Regions from separate parts of the Mus musculus genome. Here region 2 is linked to region 1. Evidence: chromatin contacts called from public HiCAR-type data. All regions are on one chromosome and are shown on one strand. The core of a region is the stretch at or near the end of the contact, and the rest is flanking DNA. Distances in the headings are between cores, read along the strand shown.

What was found. HiCAR-type assays count read pairs that join an accessible place to other places.
Region 2: a contact with region 1 is called in a HiCAR-type map of astrocytes, with 8 times the contacts expected there. The contact joins two enhancer-like sites. A contact is called at or near these places in 3 of 15 datasets of contacts at CTCF or cohesin (embryonic stem cells, large pre-B cells and stem cell-derived epiblast-like cells), 25 of 484 Hi-C or Micro-C datasets (CD8 T cells, the HPC-5 cell line, the MPC-11 cell line and 16 more), 22 of 115 datasets of contacts at active chromatin or transcription factors (the HPC-7 cell line, SST interneurons, astrocytes and 12 more) and 2 of 9 other capture datasets (embryonic stem cells and embryonic trunk).

What each region holds. Positions count from the first base shown.
Region 1 is chr1:91,966,226-91,970,797 of GRCm38.p6, forward strand. Hdac4 (histone deacetylase 4) reads right to left here. Exons shown (of 27, transcript NM_207225.2): 16 at 2,128-2,233. Among named protein-coding and RNA genes, the nearest start is that of Gm46242, 89 kb to the left of the region's middle. Within about 2 kb of position 2,671, at least 29 of the 459 cell types and tissues checked have an H3K27ac peak or open chromatin away from gene starts, as enhancers often do. A contact at or near this core is called in astrocytes, cerebral cortex, neural stem cells and 2 more, where this site is marked.
Region 2 is chr1:92,436,032-92,440,603 of GRCm38.p6, forward strand. It overlaps Ndufa10 (NADH:ubiquinone oxidoreductase subunit A10), which reads right to left. Exons shown (of 10, transcript NM_024197.1): 10 at 3,677-3,876. The coding sequence ends at 3,808. Among named protein-coding and RNA genes, the nearest start is that of Mir6900, 26 kb to the right of the region's middle. Within about 2 kb of position 2,095, at least 105 of the 459 cell types and tissues checked have an H3K27ac peak or open chromatin away from gene starts, as enhancers often do. A contact at or near this core is called in astrocytes, cerebral cortex, neural stem cells and 2 more, where this site is marked.

The sequences.
Region 1 (4,572 bases), core at 1,421-3,920:
CGGCTGTTAGGCCCCTCCTTGTCTCTAGGGATGGCATCCAGCCCACCACACCTGCCACTCACTTCAGTCCTATGTGGAAAGGCACATCAGTGAAGAACTACAAATGGCCTTTGTACACAGCAGAGAAACGTGTGGATTGAAAAAGGAAAGAAAAGCACAGCAGTATTTAAACATCTAATTAGGGCTATGTTAACAGGGCTTGGGATAACTGCTATTACAATGTTTCAAGTACTTAGGTCAAAGACATTTGTGTAGGTCTGTGGTGAGGACGCTGTAGAAACTTAAGCGTGGGTCTTGGGGGTTAGGTGGTGATGGAGCAGGTACTTTCTGCAGTGTCAATGTGCGAAGCTTAGCAGGAAGGAAAAAGTGAGCTATGGGCACCAACTGCGTCCAGCGACACAGGTGTAGCAACAGAGTCCACCACACAGCTGCTGGGACGCAGGGGTGAGTATAGGGTGTGGGGCATGGGGAAATAGTCTATAAAAGAAAAAGACCCTGGCAGAAATGGGCCTCAGGAGAGCGGTGCTGGCCATGAGCTGAGGAGCAGTGTTCACGTGACTGGTGGGCACTGAGTGATCATGTCCCAAGCCTTGCACAGACACTTCTGTACCACATGGTACACATCTAGTTCTATGAATGTTCTGGTTTGAAACTAGCTTAAAATTCAAAAAATTCAGGTTGGTAACTTTGGTGGGTTGAGGAAGGGATGGCTGAGGAATGGCTTGAGTCTAGGAGGGCACTTGTCTAGCTGGCTCTGTCCTGCTCCTGTGTGGAGAGTACTCTATAGCCAAGGGTCCCATGTGCAGGACAGTGGGCTATAGAGGGCAAAACAAAAGGCATGGCCTGAAGAGTGAAAGTCCCAGAAGACCTATGATAGCCCTGCATCCAGCCTGGGTCAGTAGCAGACAGCACCTGGACCACACATCCCAGGCTACTCTGACTGTTTCCCATGGGGCCACAGGGCTGTCCTCTGGCTGCTGAGCAGCTTCTGGCTTCATCTCATCTAGGCTGGCAGTGTTCCCCAGTGGCTGAGAAAGAACGCTAAGGAATGGAACTCCTAGGCTGCAAGAGGCCTGCCCTCCTGTTTATTTGGCAGCAGTAACAGTGTTGGGTGGCAGGGACAGGAGGGAGGCAGAGCACACCCCAGTTCTCTGTGGAGTGCCCCATGCCATGCCCTACTATTCACTCTTAAGACTTCCTCATTGCTGCCTGCCAGGGTCTAACTCCTAGGTCCGTGTAATCTGGCAAGAGGCGCCCTGAAATTCTAGCATAAACCCATCCCACTCCCATCTGCTCCTTGGTACTATCACTAGACCAGGCTACACCACAGAAGGGCTCTGTGTGAGCACAGCATCAAGAGCTTGGAGAACATGTCTGCTGGGAGCCCTCACTGGCAGTACTCTTTGGACTGGCTGAGTACCCGCAGAGGGGTCCCCTGTCTCCTGATTGAGGGTGAAGGCAAGCACTCAAAGGGCCCACTAGAGAGGGTGAGAGGGAGACAGGCTTAGTGCAGCCCAAGAACCCCCATTGTGGGACCACGACCTGAAGTCAGAGTCTCAAGGAAGAGACCAGAAGAAACTCTAGCTCTGTCTCTGTTTCTACTGCCTGTAGTTCTGGATCACTGCAAAAATCACTGTCTCTGAGCAGTTGGAGTCTGTGGGGTAAGCCAGGTTGGTGATGTAGAGTGCACTCTGGGATTACATAGGGCCCCACAGTTTGTCAAAGCCTACTTTTATTTGATAAAGCCCCTTCTGCTGATGCAGGATGAGTCTCTGCTAGCAAGAACCTGCCCATAGGAGTGCTGACTGACAGGGGCAAGACTCAGCTCCCGAGTCTAACCAATGGCTTCAGTGTGGCCAGGCCAGGGACTCTCCAGGCCTGCTCTGAGCCTTCCCCTCAGCAGTCTTAGAAAGGAACTGCAAATAGGGCAAGGGCTGGGTACCCCTGGCCGTAAGCATTCCTGAACAGCTTCCAGAGCTGACTGTGCTCTAGGCTTCTCTGCGCCGTGGCCTTAGTGGGAGCCAACCTTCCTGTCCTGGCCAGCAGGAGCCAAGGGCTGGAAACATCACTTGCAGATCAAACCTGGTAGGGATGTAAGGAGGTCTCGAGTACCTAGAAGTTTCTTACTGTCCAGTTTCTGTCTGTTGAGAGGATTTGTGCCGTAGAGGAGTGTGTGGGCCTCCGAGTGCACTGTCTGCAGCTCCTCCAATGTGGCCTTGCGTCCACGGATGCACTGTGGGACACAAGGGGAGAACATGTTTCTGTGTCAGCTCTATCTACCATGACAAGGCCACTGCCCCAGAGGGATGCAACCTGAATATGGGGATAGGCACATCATTACTGACTTTCTGAAAAGTGGAAAACAAAACAGCACATAACATCACATTTCAAAATATTGTAGATGGCTTATATTTTAATCATAGCTTTGAAAAACATTTAAAAAGAGAATTCTGCTTTTTAACATGACCCCCTTTACTGTCACACAATAATTTTCAATAAATTATTACTTTGTTTTCTAAAACCAAGGTCTGGGCTTAAAAATAGCAGGAAGTATCTAAAGTGAGGGAACTGCCTGAGCTCCTTCTCGAGGGGCCTCAAGCCACTGCTCTACTATCCCCTCAACACTAGCCCTTTGTGGGACACTTTGAACATGGTGACACACTGTGCTCTGTGCTGCACTAGGAGCTGGCTACTGTGCTCTTGTGCCTCCACACAGGCAGTAAGGACTGAGGAGATGTGGCTACCCTGCTTTTATCTATTGTGTTCTTACCCCTGCCTGGCTCCACCTGCTTTCTTGGCTGAGAATATGCCTCACAGTTTCTGCCTGCGTGTACTTTCCTGGGAGGGGACAAGAAATTGATGAATGCTGAAAACTGAAGGCTGCCTCAGGGCAACATCTGGACACACAGAATGGTTAGTTCATCCTGCAAGGCCAGCTCAACAAAGAGGAGATTTTTCTCACGACTTGTGTACACTGGTCAATGCTGCCCCCCAGTGGCATAGCATTCTGGACAGACTTCCAAAGCAGGTGCCTGTGGCCTCACCGCACCCCTGTTCATCATCTTCTATCCAGAGGGACTTCAGAAGCAGGTGTGGGCCTGATACTGAGACATCCTCAAAAGTGAGGTACAATACGGGTGGTAAGGGAGTCAAGGGCTATGTGAGCCCTGGGCTAAATCTAAACTCTGAATTCTCCAGTGCATAAGGGAAGGCAGGTGAGCCCACTGAGAGAAAACAGAAATTACTGCTGTTCCATGAGGTATTTACTGGCCTTTGAGGTTCCTTGTGCCCTAACCTATACTGATGTGCAGGACTGAAGGGATTTTTCTAGCTGAGGAGAAGACACAATAGGTTCCTGTGGCAGGTACTGCAGGCAATCCTAGGAGGTAGGTGATGCCAGCCTTAGGGCACAGGGAAAGGAACGAAGGCTCACCCGAGGCTAACAGCTCCCAGGCACAGGACCCTGGTCTCTGTCTCTGCCCTACCCAAATTCATCCTTTCTCCTCAGAGCTTAGGACTCCTGAGTACACAGGGCCTGGGAATGCATACCTGCTGTGTCATGACACAGGAACCCAGAGAGGCCTGACATGATCTTGGACAGAGCCCTTTTCTATGTGACCTGCTCTGCTGTGGCCAGGTATGGGGTGAACACTACACCCACTGGCAGGTAGGCCAGCCCTGCTGAGGGCAAGCATGGCACCTGGGGAAACTGAGTACCAATACCCAGAGTGACAACCCAATGTCTGCCACACAGCTCCTTGGGTAGAGACACTGGCATAAAGGAACCAGAGGCAAAGCTAACCAGGCTGAGGGGTACTTTCTATACTGGCTACTGCCTCACAGAACTTTCCTTCTGAGGAGGAAAAGGTCCAGAGTTCTCCGCATATCCCCAGAGCACCTTTCTGATACGTACAACAGGAGAACACGGGCTCATGAAGCCGACAGGGCTGGTGGGACATGTGGGCTGGTCTTCACTCTGGGTCTTGGATCCTTCCCTCACTTCATAAGCATGGATGTACACACTGGTCAGCCACAGGGAGCAGCTGAGAAGTAGCTAGGAAGAAGGCAGGGACAGCCAAGGGGAGTCGGCCTGGCATGTGGGTTTGAGAACAGAGCAGAGTGGAGCATCTTCTGTAGAAGACACCGAATCTTAAGGAAGCAGGTAATGTGCCCTCAAGAGCTCATGGAGAAGAGGCTAGACACCCAATATGGTAGTGCTGGCACTGCAGATCTGGCAGAAGGTGACTGGGAAATGAGGACTTCACTCTTAGAAGTTATTATGGCTCAGACCTGTATGCCTAAACTAGTTCTCAAATGAACAGGCTGTCACAGGGAAAAGCCAGCTCACACAGCAAGCTGTCTCCTTTCTGCTTCTCTGTTACATTGTGGCTTAGTCAGGGGATTCTCATTAGATGTTGGTACTCTGTTTTTGACCCTCTAGCTACTAAAACTGTGAGGTGGTAAACAGACCTCTTTGCCTTATAAAGTATAAGCCTCAGGTATTCTATCACAGCAATAGAAAAGGAACCAAGACAGGCTTCTCAAAAGGCCACAGACAGAATGGATGGAGAT
Region 2 (4,572 bases), core at 845-3,344, 470 kb after region 1:
TCCCACTGACAACTCTTAAGAGTTCAGATATAAGATATGTGAGTGCTAAGGAGCCAGGGATATCAGGAGTGACTCCCAGTCCCTCCCAAGGCACAGCGTACAGAGCACAGCGCAGACAGCATATCCACATTCGGCTCTCTACATAAATCACACAGGACCTCTGTGTGCTGGGGGGTATCTAAGAATGCTGGGGCTTCCTTCTTTTTGTGGCTACAGTTCCTCAATGGATTACTCCTGTCTTGTGACAGGAGTGAGCTCAGGGCCTGAAGGTTGTCTGTGACGTAAGGTGATCAGTAAGGCTTCTCTCCCACTCTCACAAAGGAAGAGTCCTTTCATTACCTGGGTTTCATCAGTAACAGGGTCTGGGGACAGCCACTCTCTCCAGCCCAGTCACTGAGAAAGTTGGAACTGAACCAGCCAGTGGATTAACAGGTTGATAACACAATGACCCTTGTCAAAAGTAACTGTTTTGATGGAGGACTTGTAGGATGAAGTGATTAAGAGCAGGTGCACACATCTGGCCATACCTGCAGGCCCCTACCAGCCGTGACCCATTTCCTGTATAAATACACCTGCATCCATTTCCAGGCTAGAGGGTCCTTCAAGCCAGCGCAGTTTATTACATTGGCCAGCTCTTACCCACCATGAGGCTTTCTCTAGCTCTGCCTCACCCCTCACCTCTCCACTGCTCCGTTGTTCTCCGAACAACCAGAGCCTCTAAAGGTCAGACTGAAGGATGGAGCCAAGCAGATCTGTGGGGCTGCATGCAGGGAATGCCAACCAGGTGGACACCCTGTGCCTCCTGCAGGCAAAGCATGGCCCACAGATAGCTTCAATTCGAAGCTGATCTTGCACTTCCCTGCTTCAGGCTGTGGAGAGGACTGAAGGGTGCAGGGAGTGCTAGGGATGTCTGAGATGGAGGATCCCCACATTTGGATCTTACCATCTGCTGGGCAGTGCCCCCTGGGGCTGTGAGGAAGGAAGCCAGTGTGTGTGTGTGTGTGTGTGTGTGTGTGTGTATGTGTCTTTGTCTCAGTCTGGCTCCCAGGTTGGCTACAAGGAGGCACATTTCATTTCTTGCCATTGATCTGCTGGCTGAGCCTCATTCACAGCCCACTGGGCTATGCTCCCACCCCTGGAATACCCTGGCTCTGGGCAAGTCCATTCGCTTTGCCCTGAGGCTACTGAGTTTGGCAGGAAGACAGGGGCCCTCTGCTTTCAATCCGCACAGCATGAAAAAGATCCTGCTGCTGCTGGCACCACCTCGTTCTAGGAAAATGCAGGTGTAAAGGATTTGTTTGACATTCTGTCAGGATACTAAAAAATGTAGTAAAAGCCAAGCACTTTTGGGTGCTTTGTTATACTGCTTTGAAGACCCCTTGCGGTAAGCCTATACTGCAAATCTCTGGTCCTAGGGTGTCTGGTGAGAATTCCAGAGAGAGCAGGACACACCAAAACTCAGAGCTTGGGTCTCCGGACAAGTCCAGGGCCTTGCAGCTTAAAAGGGCAATTTCCCTCAAATTCCAGTCATCTTCTAATCCTGGGTTTGCTTCCTTTCACATGAGTTTCCCGCTAAAGAAACCCAACAGGAAGAAAGGACCTGAGGGCTGAGGTCCTGGCAGAAGCACTGCCCTCAGGGCTGGCTTTATATTAGATGAAGAGGCCAGGGTGCCTCAGGCTCTTTCCTCCATTCACCCAGCTCTGAGCTGTCTCCTTTCAACGCCCTTGTAGCCTGGTGCTACAGCGCTAACCTTGCTCATCAGCCCCAGGGCAGGCCTGCCTGGCTCCTTGGCGCCAGCACATACTGCTCACAGCCAATCCAGAAGTCCGTTTTGGTAAACAGAACACAGGATGTTTCCAAGCAATTAGGAGCCAGCAGGCTTTAGAAGAGGGGCCCGTGTCAAGCAAGAGAACATTGTTCATTCCTGTTGCACTGGCCAGGCACCCACTTACAAAGTGTAGCCTGACTGCCGGTCCTTGAACCCTCTGGTATTCTTCATCCTGAAGTGGCCACCTAGTCACATGCTGCCCTTACTGAATTGCTTTGCCTGGTGAACGGCTATTTGCTGTAGCACCACTGCTGTGTGGAGGGTTGCAATTGGCAGCAGTCAGATACCTGGGGAGCATGCCAGCTGCCACCAGGCTGCAGGCTGAGCCTAGCGCTACTGAAGATGGAGGAAACCACGAGAGCCTTAAGTCCATGAGGACTTCCTCTGTCAACAGAAAACACAGAACCAGTGTTAAAACAGCGCCCTGTTCCTGATCCTCAAAGTGCAGAGGCGGCTGCCAATGTGGGCTATTCAAAGTGTGTGGTTATCTTTCAGCTCTGATCCAAGCTCTAAAGGGCAGTAGAGACTCTGGTGAGACTGATGAGGGACTGCATCAATGCCATACCAGAGTATTTACCAGTCCTCAGGGCTTAGTCCTGGAGACTGGAGAATACTCACCCTCTTTTGCCCGAGTGAACACAGGAAATGGGCAGATGGACTTCTGTAGCAACACTAATCACAAGTGTCACACTACACCCAGGGAGTAGAGTCATCAGGGGAAGAAACAAGCACTTGGAAGGACTCTTAGGGTCCGAGTGTCCTGACTCTGTCCTGACGTGCTAGCCACCATGGCTGAGGTCTCTGGACTGTGGCCCAGGACCTACTTCTCACAACGCTGCATGCCTGTTCTGTGGGCCTTCAGGGGCAGCAGTGCCACCCAGCCAGGGATAGCACGCAGAGCCAAGATAAAGATGCTTTCTTTCTCTTTGACCCTTCTCAGGGGGCTCACAAGCTACTCAAACCACAGAATCCCAGGGCTGGCCCATTTCAGAAGGGGAGGGGGAGGGGCCGCAGGCAGGTAGGTGGCCCCAGCAGTAAGGCCAGCTTTTCTGGAAGATCAAAGTGTTCTCTTCTGTACTGCCTAATATTGACCTGCTCTCCAACAGTGTTCTGTGTGTGCCTGAATGGAGCCCAGTGCTACCAGGGAACTGAGTGCTAAATTTCATTAAGTTTTAATTAAGTTAAATGCAAGTTACATGTGCTTGGAGCAGCCACAGCAGGGGTCTCAGTACAAACTCACAGCTTAGGACAGCAATTCAGATTGACACCCGCTCCTAAGGACTCTCCCCCCAGGTTCCCATGCAGGAGAACAATAAGATGCCACTGCTCTTTCACCTGGGACTGGCACCCTCATTTTGGATAGCATCATCTGTACTACCCCACACCCTATGCTCAGCTTGCTCTTCAGAGATAAGAGAAAGCGAGCCTGCTCTAAGACTCGGTTCTGCTAGTCTGTGGCCATTCTTCACCCTTTTGCTCTAATGTGCTTCAGAAAAGAACAAATGCTTCAGAAAAGACGCTTCAACAGTGTGTGAGAGACCCAAAGTGCAGGGGTGGGTGGGTGGGGGGCGCAGGGCTGAGCATCCTTAGGCACCAGGCACAAGTGTGCCACGCAGACACAGGAGGAGGGGCTACAGAGCCGGCTTTATTTCTTCAAGTTGGAAGGGTTCAAGGGAACAGCACTGGGGCACGGGGCTTCCAGTGGGAGCTGGGCTTTCAGCAGACCAGCTCTGCTTTGTTTCTCCTCCAGATGATTCCAAAACATCACTAGAAGGTTCCAGAACCTTTTCAGTGGACGCTGATTCTTTCATCTCTGCCCAGGCGTGGGTCAGACTCTTTTTGTTAGATTTTTTTTTTTTTCTGGCAATTTCTTGATCATTTGCTTTTTTTCCTGTTGTCTTGGAAAGCTCTGGAGTTCACAGAGTTGGGCAGAGCAGGCATCTCCATGGCTATGACACGGCTGGGCGGAGGGGACCCTTCACTTCAGCCAGATCCACTTGTCACCCACCTCGGCATTGTACCCAGGGGCATACTTGCGGCCTGGCAGCTGTTGGGGGAAGGAATTAAACACTGTTTAGAGTAAAGACCACTTTTCCAACCTTTAGAGTTGGTCAGCTACTGCCCATCCAGTACCAGGGATACCGGAGAACAGAGATCCATTGTAATGAAGCAGCCTTGCCCACAGAAGTCCTGTCCAGGACAGAGATCCAGATGGAGACAGAGCCCTAGCTGGTTTTTCTATTTTGTATGATGAGCAGGAAGGACAAGAAACCAGTGGCACTCAGTGATAGCTGGCAGAGGAGGCTGGGCTTAGAAAATGCCTTGTTCTCAGCCCCGACTGCCTGCTTGACTAGTGTGAATGGAGACAGTAGCTTAGCCTTGGGAACCAGTGATGGACTTATTACTAAGAGGCCACAGTCCGAGCTGTCTGGCTTCTGTGACACCATCAGTACTGACTCATCAGGACTCCTCCTGGTTATCCTGCTGTTGCCCTGCGTCATGGAGACCTTGTAGCTTCAGAACAGTAGGGCTAGCCTTTTCATGTACCCCAACCAATTGCAAGTGATATAGATTTTGGGGTGGGCGAATTCAGAGCCTCAATCTGGGCTTGGGTAGCAGCTGAGCTGGTCAGCCCACTTACTCTCCTTTATCCGCACCACCCAAGCGAGCTCTCCAGTTCTCATGCCCTTGAGGTCTTACTGAGCTGCCCAGTCAAGGCTCGACTCTTGTGCTGCAGCCTGTG